Regions from separate parts of the Zea mays genome. Here region 2 is linked to region 1. Evidence: chromatin contacts called from public Hi-C data. All regions are on one chromosome and are shown on one strand. The core of a region is the stretch at or near the end of the contact, and the rest is flanking DNA. Distances in the headings are between cores, read along the strand shown. Region 1 holds the start of LOC100282727 (plant IF-like protein). Region 2 has its middle 19 kb from the start of LOC100217208.

Evidence for each region. Hi-C and Micro-C count contacts between places; a contact is called where the count stands out from the background.
Region 2: a Hi-C map of ear shows a contact between it and region 1, with 2.8 times the contacts expected there. The contact joins the enhancer-like site here to the promoter of LOC100282727 in region 1. A contact is called at or near these places in 2 of 25 Hi-C or Micro-C datasets (ear and endosperm).

Annotation. Positions count from the first base shown.
Region 1 is chr8:133,075,201-133,080,589 of Zm-B73-REFERENCE-NAM-5.0, forward strand. It overlaps LOC100282727 (plant IF-like protein), which reads left to right and starts at 2,398. Exons shown (of 6, transcript NM_001155634.1): 1 at 2,398-2,710; 2 at 3,746-4,154; 3 at 4,235-4,342; 4 at 4,741-5,208; 5 at 5,325-5,389. The coding sequence starts at 3,954.
Region 2 is chr8:133,523,127-133,528,203 of Zm-B73-REFERENCE-NAM-5.0, forward strand. No RefSeq gene overlaps it. Among protein-coding and RNA genes, the nearest start is that of LOC100217208, 19 kb to the left of the region's middle. Within about 2 kb of position 3,120, at least 19 of the 20 cell types and tissues checked have an H3K27ac peak or open chromatin away from gene starts, as enhancers often do. A contact at or near this core is called in ear and endosperm, where this site is marked.

The DNA.
Region 1 (5,389 bases), core at 1,148-3,647:
TAGCCGAGGTCAAAAAAAACGGAGCCTACCTTCGTTTCCTGGGAGCCAAGCTGAAAAGCCACTTTTGCACGTGCAGAACCGAGCTTCAAAACAAGTCAAGCCACACAAGCACATACGTTGCATCCCAGCGGGCCAAGGTCGCAAACGTGCCCTTGATTGGACGAACTTGTGTTGCATCCCAGCGGGCCAAGGTCGCAAACGTGCCCTTGATTGGACGAACTTGTCCATGCCGTATGCATCTGGGTTGAGGGGCTCACGGCGTACACGTGATCACGGTGAATAGGTGCATCTATGACTATGAGTACGTGTATACGGATGGTACTGGGTCACGAGACGAGATGAGGTACTCTGCTACCTAGCTACCGCCAGCACAGGAAACAGGATGGCGTTTGCACATCTCCGTGTCTCTAACGGTATCTTTTTATGTCGTCGTTCTATATATTTTCTTTTCAGAAAATATGTTTTTTTCTCTATATCTTACTTCTTTTCCAACGGCATCTCGTCCTTTACACGTCAAAGGCTCATAGTATAGATATATTTTCTTCATGTTTTTTTTTGTCATATCCTTAAACGTCCTGTACACTCAAATCCATTGTCTAAATAGATAGAGGAGAGGAAAAAAAGTCTCTATCGTCCATGACACACCGATAAACCATATAGAAGATATAATCTTTTCTAAATATATAGATGACTCTTTAACGTGCCCCTTTGGAATCATCCTTAGCATCGCTTGATATATGTATCAATGTAGAAGAGGATCGTACGTGATGGAATAAAAAATGATACTATTTATAATACATAGTAAATATTATTAAATTAATACTAAACACATATTTACGATAAAACACGTCTAGAGATACATACCATTTTCTATGAATCTACTTAATAAAAATTACTAAATGAAAAACAGAAAAAGAGTTGCGATGTATATACTTTTTGAGGGACAGAGTGAGATATATATATATATATATATATATAACATTGGTTCTCCTTTGTTTTCTTGACAAAATGAAATGAAAGAAGATAAAATCTCCAAATAACCCTACTATCAGTCATATCATACAAGTATAAAGCTATGTCTACTACTGTAGTTCAGTTGCAACTACTGCTTGTCAAATTTTCAATAAAATATGAAGCCATGTCTCTTCCTCAAAGCCCACTCGCCTCAGGTTATCCGCATTGTTGTTACTCTATATTTCTACTTCAAAAAGAATATATATTCTAATCCAGTCAACAAGATTATTTGCTCTATATTAACTTCTGTTGCACTCATGTTACTCTATAAATTTTCTATATATCCAACTGCCATATATTTTATTCATTTACTTTCAACTACCACCTCCAGTTTAAAATATAATTGCCAAAAAAAGATAGCGAAGTCTCTTCATACTTACGTCATGACGTATTTCAGGTGCCGCTATCCTATAATGTGATTCATAGCCGACGTTGCGGTGTTTTCTCTCTCTCTATTTCATACGCTAAGGCTACCCGTAGTGATATACTGTAAAGAAGACGTCACCAATATAAGGCTAGATATAGAGTAAAATTTTACTGCAGTGGAGTACTCTATAGGTAGCTGTAAACTTATGGGGGGCAAACAAAACGCTATTTACAGCGTCGATGCTTTTTTACTCTATCAGTCCACACATCTATGCAGCAGGTACGGTGCCGAGCGCCATCAGCCGGTGTGGCAGTAGGAGACAAAAAAAGATATATAATATATGTGGTGATTGGTATAGAGTTGATGTATGAAGTAAATATGACTGCAGTAGATTATGATATAAGGTAGAGAATCTTGATGATGAGGATAGAATATTTCTTTTAGAGTAGAAATTTAGGTAGTGTTTGGTTGGAGAGCCAAGTAGAACGGAGCCGTTCTGTTCCAGTTTTGTTGCTGTTTGGTTACAAAGTAACTAGAACGAAATGACTCCAATTAGAGAATATTCTCCTCAGATCCGGAACCATTCCGCTCCAAAAAATCAACGGAACGGAGCCGCTCCGTTCCCATCCCGCTCTCACAGTCACGCTCCGCTCCGTTCACTCTACAACCAAACAAAAAACAGAGCCGCTCCGTTCCAGATTACCAAACACAGAACAGAGCGGCTCCGTTCCTAGAATCGGGGATAGAACGGCTCCGTTCTACTTGGCTCCTCAACCAAACACTACCTTAGAGTAGAATGAGTGCGGATAGCCTAAAACTTTAGCGTACGATAGAGTGCGGATAGCCGTGGCAGGCCACGCAGGACATGCGCTGCGGCGCCGTGCCACAGAGGATCCATGTCAGCACGTGGCGGCGCACGGGCCCCCGACGGAAAAATTTGGACCTTGCCGCGCGCCACACGCGGGGCCCACATGCCAGCACTCCGATTTCAAACCCAAACCCAAGCCAGCGTTTCTATCCCGGGATCCTCGTTTTGTTTCCCTTCCCCCACCCTTCCTCTTCCTCCCTATCTATCAGCACTGCTCGCCGGCGCCGCCTCTGCAAAAGGCTCACTTTTGCCTCCGGAACCCAGCGGAATCCGCCGGCGGACCGGAAACACTCGCTCGCCCCCCTCACCCCCTGTCTGCCCGGCCGTCGGAGCGCGTCGCCTCCGGGCGTGCAGCAGCAGTCCGTGGAGGTGGAGCCGGGAGGAGGAGGAGGAGGACGAGGACGAGGCATAATCTGCCGAGAGCGGGACAGCAGGAGTGGGCTGCTCCGCTCGCGCTGGAGGTGCGTGGTTCTTCTCCGCCGCTCCTTGCTGCTCATGCTGAGTTGTGCGCCTGGGACCGTGATTGCCACCTTTCCTTTGCCGGCATTCGCGCCCTTCCTGTTGTTTTGTCGCCCCCTTTCTATTTCTATATCTTGGAAATGTTGGGAACTCGTGAGATTTTGAGCGGCTGCTCTCTGACTGCTCTGATCCGTTTTTTTCTTCCAAGTCGGACCTGTTCGTTTGCGGAGGTTCCCCTTCGAAATCATAACAGCAAATATATTTTTTCTGCCCCCTGTTTTCTTTTTTTATTTGTACGTACTATTTATTTGGGATTATAATCTGTCCAGATTATATAATTCAACTTATTTTGAATTAAATATTAGTTTAAAATAAGTTAATCTCAAACAAACACCATGTGTACCGTATCTGGGAGCAAAACGTCAGTCGACTCAGCAGCCTATACTATAGGGCCCTGTCGAATTCTACGCCATTTTTTTGGGGGGTGGGGTTGGGTTAACAAAATAGTCTTCGAAGAATTTGAATTGATTTGAACTACAAGATGCCTTTGTCCTCGTCTCCTTGCAATGCAAGCACTCACGAAGATGCCTTGGTTGGTCCTATATACGTTCATTTTTTTTTAACTGGGAACAGGACGGAAAGGGCAATTGTTTAGTCCGCTGGTTCTGTCCCACGCAATTAACCTGTATGCTGCGATGAATCACGTTGACTCCATGCACCAAAACCATGTTACTCTACTCCTAGATTTGCTGCGCAGCGTGCGCAGGTTGACCAAGTATGTCGGCACGTAATTTGGTTCCCATTTTTTCAAGTCTAATTAATGACATGAACAAGTCACTTGCAGCGTGGATAATACCTGTATCCTTTGCTCTGGCTTCCGCTAGATGTGAATACAGTATTTTCGGAGTATTGAAAGCTACGCTTCTGTCATTTCGTTGCCAAGACAAGTGCCTGGCTCCACGTGAACTCGTGGCCTTGACCTGAAGAAAAATCATTTTCTCTCTCTCACTCATAGTGTATTTTTTTAATCTTTGCAGCCAAAGCTACTGATTGCCTTGTCCTGACCAGCGAAAGAGGGATCTTTGGGAGGCAATCAGAGGTGTTCGGTTTGGTCAAACAAAGCTCAGCTCTCTTGGGATGCTTGCTGCGAGCTGCTTGTGTTCATACTTGAGAGAATAAAACAGTGCATCATCTTGCTGTCTTGTCCTTCGTGATTGGAAGAGAAAACGTGCTGCTGTTCTTGCTATGTCTGTCTCGGAGAAGGTGGCGCCATCGAAGTCATCAGTTTCTTCGTCGTCAGATTTGGATCCGCTGCTGAAGGATCTCACGGAGAAGAAGTTGACCTTTAGGAGGAACGTGGTGTCATTGGCAGCTGAGCTCAAGGATGCGAGGAACAAGCTTGCCTCCCAGGAGCAGCTGTTTGTAAAGGAATCTCAAACTAGAAAGGTCAGTCTGTAGCCTGTTGTAATTGGTACCTTCGGGGTTGTCGGTGGAGTTTGTGCTGACTAGGGAAAAAATGTTAGCAGGTTGTTGAGACAAAGGCAAGGAGCATGGAAGAGGAAGTAAGCAAGCTGCAGAAATGCTTGCAGGACAAGGATGAGCAACTGCGTTCATCCGCAAGTAGCACGGAACAGGTAAAGAACTTTCACAGCAAAATGAGCCACTTCTTGCAACCTGTTTTTGTTTACTCTGGATGTCCTTATGATAGAATTTCTGTAATATGTACAGAGCCTGAAAGATGTTGACAGTAATACAAGGCCAACAATTTGGAGTCCATAATTTTGCTTGCAAAATTGCTCCTTTTGTCATTAAAATATTAAATACACTTTTGATCAGGGAAAAAATTTAGCTTCACTTTGTTTTCCTGATTCACCTTTTTACTGATCAACTTGGTCGAATGGTCATGGCTACTGGATTCCTGCTTCTAGTGTCACTGTCAGTGGCTAATGGTTTTGGATATGCCAAAATATTTATTTTATTCAGGCAAGGCAAATGCAGTTTCTTAATAATGTTTTTTTCTAATTATACACAGTACCTCCATGAGTTGGATGATCTTAGAACACAACTGTCAATTACTCAAGCTACAGCAGAAGCGAGTGCTGCATCAGCCAAGTCAGCTCAGGTGCAGTGCTTGTCATTGCTGAAAGAGCTGAATGAGAAGGACATCTCGCTCAAAGAGCATGAGCTTCGAGTGAACAAGCTAGGTGAGCAGCTCGATCTTCTCCAGAAGGATCTACAAGCAAGGGAGCTCTCACAAATGCAACTTAAGGATGAAGTTCTAAGAATTGAGACCGACATCATGGATGCAATTGCCAAAGCTGGGTCTAGGTCTGACAAAGACAATGAGCTTTTAAAGATCTTATCTGACGTTTCACCAAGGAATGTCCAGAACCTCAACAGCCTTTTGAATGCTAAGAATACAGAAATTGCGAGGTTGAGAGAGGAAATCAGAATATTATCTGCTCACTGGACGAACAAAACCAAGGAACTTGAATCACAGGTATACTACATTTCTTTTATCCATAAAAGACCTCCATAATTTGGTTACAAATACTTTTGTTTCCTATATCGCTGGATTGAAACATAATTACGTGTGATATATTCATTTTTGAGCAGTTAGAAAAGCAGCGAAGAACTGATCAGGAGCTGAAGAAGAGGGTCCTGAAGCTTGAATTTTGCCT
Region 2 (5,077 bases), core at 1,870-4,369, 450 kb after region 1:
ATCTTATTGTCATACTTATTTAGTGTAGATTGAAACTTAGCCTTTGCGGTAGAGATAGCAACACTTAGACAAAACCGAGTTTGCACATTCTAGTTTTGATTATTTGCATAGGTTTTGCTCTAGGGATTTAATTGTGGCCTAGTTTAGTAAAAGTTTTAGAAGTCCTAATTCACCCCCCCTCTTAGGCGTCACCCGTTTCCTACACCTCTAACTCAAACTCTCACACTCTTTGCTTGAGATTGCATTCTAGTGAGTGGTTGAGAGGTTCTAGTGCATTTGCATCCATTGTGATCTTTTGAGGCACTAGGTGGTACACCGAGCAAGCATCATCGACTTGTTACTCTTGGAGGTTGTCGCCTCCTAGACGGCTCGGGTGTTGAGCTCTCCGTGAAGATTGTGGAGGATTCGTAGTGTTGATTGTGAGGGGTTCGTGCCCAACTCGCTGGAGCGACAAAGGCCACGCTAGTGGAATCGAGGTATTGAGTGAGTTCTTGTCCACTTGGCTCAAATATCAAGTCGTGTCTTGATAGAGGAGCAAATGAGAGCTTGAATTCCACCTCAACATGGATTAGGGGTGATCGGCAAATCACCGATACTACGGGATAAATTTCAGTGTCATTCTCTCACTCTTTATTCATTACTTGCAAGTAGTTAGTGATTTGTGTATTGCCTATCATTTGTAGTATTGATATAAATTGCTCATCATATTTTGTTAGCCTATCAAAGCTAGGAAATTTATATCTCTTGTTGTTTTGATTAAATTTCTCTAGTGTCTTTGTTTTTAGTTAAAATCGTCTATTCACCATGCCCTCTAGCCGGTGTCCTAGGTCCTATAGGGTCGCGCCCAGGGCGGCCATCACAGTGGTGAGGCCAGCTGTCTGCACGGCGGCTAGAGGGTCGGCCGCGCCTAGTGAGGCGGGCATAGAGGGGGCCGCGCTCAGGGGAATGACGACGTGGGCGGTGGCCAGGAAGGGGGTCGCGGGCAGGGAGGCGGCGTCCGCGGGCAGAGCCGTGGCGGCGCTCGCACCCGGACTGGTGGCAGCGTTAGCACCGGTGTGGGGGAGGTGCGCCATGGGAGCAGGGTGGCCGGCGCCGGGGAGAAGCCGGCGGCTGGGTAGGTTGGCGGCTCGGAGGGAGGGAGAGAAAGAGGCAGTCGCCGACTGGGAGGGAGGGAGAGAAAAATGAGTTTGGTTCTGGTACCATATTGAAACCCCTAACCCTAGAATAGGGTGGGGATATGTATTAATAGACTTGGTGTTAGGCCTGGCCCATTACAGAGGGGCGAGAGGGTAAAATACATAGGGAAGATTCCCAAACCCTAATACAATTCTAACACTATCAAACAACATGCTAGCAGACCTTCACAGCTCTCAACACACGAAACAAATTCAGGTTATAATTTGGAAAGCAATCGAAGGTAAACAAACATGAGGCAACCAAGACGGTAACCTAGGATTACCTTCATATCTTGCATGAAATGCGTTTGGGTTGAATGAGATCTATTTGTCCAAAACAAAAAAGGAACAGAAAACTTAATCATAAATTTGTTTTGAGAAATGCCAAGTAGAAATCAACTATAATACCCTAAAGTCATATTTTAGGTAATTTAGGATGTTTACCACAAGATTAAAATACTTATGTTGTGAATCAAGGGATTAAATGAAAAGAGCCTCTAGGGAGTTAAATTATTCCTTTCATGGAAACCTATACATTGAAATACTTTTTGAAGAGGTATACAAAAGTGTGGCCTAATAGGGACTTCATGGTCATTTATAAAAAGGTAATAGACATCTAATTTGCAATGAAGTTAATACTTATTTTATTTAATAAAAGGAACCCTAATTATTAAATTGTGTGTTGCATTTTTATCAAGTTTATACGATTTGGGGCATTTACTTAAAAGAGTTGAATAATGATAGTAAAATAAAATATATATACTTTGCATCATGCTATATCTTTGGTTGTGCATTCAAATATGTGAATCTCAAAACTAGATTTGAACTTAAAAAGAAATTAAGACAAAAGAAAAGAATTTATGCCTGTTCTGGGCCATCTCTCCACCCCACGGCCCATCTCACCCGTGCAACCGGCTACCTCACCCCATCCCATCTTGCGCAGTCCAGCTTCACATCCAGACATTTGTCGGGCCACTTCTCTGCCCCGTTTCTTTTCCCCACAAGAATGATGTGTGGGCCCCACCGGTCAGTCTGACCTCACATAGCGCATACATCGGTACTGAGTGCCTCTCCCACCGTCGGGTGGGCCACGCTCGCCAGAGACTCGCCCGCGCGCATGCTCTGTCTCGGGCACTGGCTGGTGGGACCCCTACTCAGATGTCACCTACCTAGCGATAAGGCAGAAGTCGTAACCAAACAGAGAGACCGTAGCCGCCGGGATTGGTCACTCGCTCGATCCGATTCCACCCGTATCAGACTCTCCCCATACCTTATAAAACTTACGATCCGTGACCCCATATCAGGCTGCGTCGACAACTCGAAGCCACCATCATCACCCGGGCGTGAAGTGCATGCCAAGGGAGATTTTTGTGCCGCCGTCATGGTCCCACAATTCCATGGCTGTCCTATGCACGTGGCGTGGTCGGGGATGAACGCTAGTTCATGTGCAAACCTTCTGCGGTGTCATCGGGTGGATAGGGCTACCATCGCCGACTCAATTGCTCGCTGGAGACAAGGCTCCGCCGCAGATCCGCCCCCACCGTGGGCGGGTATTTTTCACAGCCTAATTCCTCCGTATGGCGCCACTACTAGCTTCGATGTTTTCTACTCCTTGCAGAGCGCTAAACCACGTGGGAGATTGCACAGGGGGTCGCCCATTATGCCTTCACCGGCGAACCATGGCCGTGATGGGTGGGCGGCGCCGCCTTGGGTTGTCTGGGAGTGAAGACGGGGTATGTGTCGTTGGTTCCTAGATAGACGACCATGATTAGGTGTTAGGTCTCGATGGGGTGGGATTGATCGGAGCCCTTGGATCATGATCGCGGGACTCGGAAAAGATCAGGCTTCATAAAATCCGTGTCGTTCATTTAAGATCCGAGCATCCCGAGCACATACCGGTTTACTTGGATGAACGGTCTAATCTGAGCCATTGATCTAAATCTGAGCGGCTCATATTAACCTGTACCCCCTTCGGCGCGGCTGTTTTGTAAAAGAGCCCTAAGAGTTTGTAGATTTCAACCCCCCATCCTTTGTCGTGTTAAATAACTGAGTATAGGCCCCTAGAATTTACAAATTGATCCCTGGATCTAGTAAAATTAGTATAAAGTGATCCTAAATCTTATTTATTGCATATCTTGCTCATTTTAACTCTGATTTGATCTGTTCAAGTTGCGTTAGATTCGTAATAAAATTGTCTATGCAGTAAAACATTATTCATAACACATCATGTACTTTTATATTTAACCTATGTTTATTTTACTACCTCTTCTTATTAAGGTTAATATGTCCATAATTATAATTTAACTAGAATATGATCTCAAATCAAGTTGTAACTTAGAATAAGGTTCAATTAAGTTATTTTTTGGTAATATCTTTACCACATGATTTATAATATATTTTTTATTATTTAATCACCTAAATCTTTGGAAAATCATATCTTTCTAAATGTAGCTCCGATTTTTGTGGTTCTCGAACCCACGATCTCGTAGCAACACGTAGAATATCCTTACGCTGGTTGTTCTCATGTTTGGTGTACTATTATTTTTATGCATTCCTTGTTTATTTGTATGTATTGCTTCGAGTAGCAGCGAGGCCACGAGGAACCCGAAGACCAATTTAGTGAAGTACTTGGGATCACAAGTCAAAGACAAGTTGTACGCTTGATCACTCTTCTTTACCTAATAATGTTCCTGTTAATCACTGTGACATGCTCATGTTAATTTGATGGGACCCAATAGGTTTCACTAGTTTTATTTACGCCACACCTTGCAGACACATGAACTATTAGGTAGACTTGCTATTGCTCTACCTGGTTTTGGGATTAATGTTATACTGAATTATGATCATGTTCCAATTTTGTTGTTAATTTAATTATTGTTTATGATATGATTATTGTGTTAATTGGAACATGGAGAACCACCCGAGAAAACAGTGCTACCACAAGAGTGATATGAGACGCCCTTGGCTGACTAATTAGGAAAGCTAGTGGAGGACTACCTTACTCGAAAGGGGCAAGGACGGTAGAGGAGCTGCCGATATAGGGAAGTTCTCGGGTCGATCATTCTGCGATGGCTTTTTGGACGATGGATTCTTATATCGCCCTTCTCAGAAACCGTAGTGGGTTTTCTGAAGCTATTAGAACTTTGTAAAGGCCTCGTAGTGCTACTTTGCCTCGTCTCCTCAGTAGAGATGTATGGGATTCATGACCGTGGCAATGAATAACACGACTTGTGGGTAAAGATGTGCAACCTCTACAGAGTGGCAAACTGGTATATCAACTGTTCTCACAGTCATGAGTGGCTCGGACCCTCACATCAGTAATTTATGGAACTAAACTTAATTTGTCATATGCATTGCATTACGGGTTTTATTATTAATATTGATCTCTTATTTATTTGGGTTGGTATCTACTTATACCTAATAACTGCTAATAAAATTTTAACTAAATTTAAAAGCAATGCTCAGCTTTAACCATCTTCTTTTATAAGACATATTTCACATGAGCCATACCGTAAGTAAGCTTGTGCACATTATTCACCACAAATTGTTGAGCAATGAACATACGTGAGCTCACTCTTGCTGTACTCACCTCCTCCAGGTAAAAACAAGTACCACAAGATGGAGTATGAAGGATGCCGCATGAGTTTGTGAGAGGTCTAGACTGTCGTCTCCCAGTTAACTATTGTTGTTGTATCGTTGTCTTCATATGATGTAATTATTTAACTATTTTATACAAAACTTTTATTATATAGTAAAGATGTGATATTCATTTTTATACCATAAGTCATCATATGTGTGAGACTTGATCTTAGCACACATTTCATTCGCACCTAGATTTACCTTTAAATCTAGGTGTGACATCAACTGAGATGGTTCGAGTTGCAATGATCCACAGAAATCAA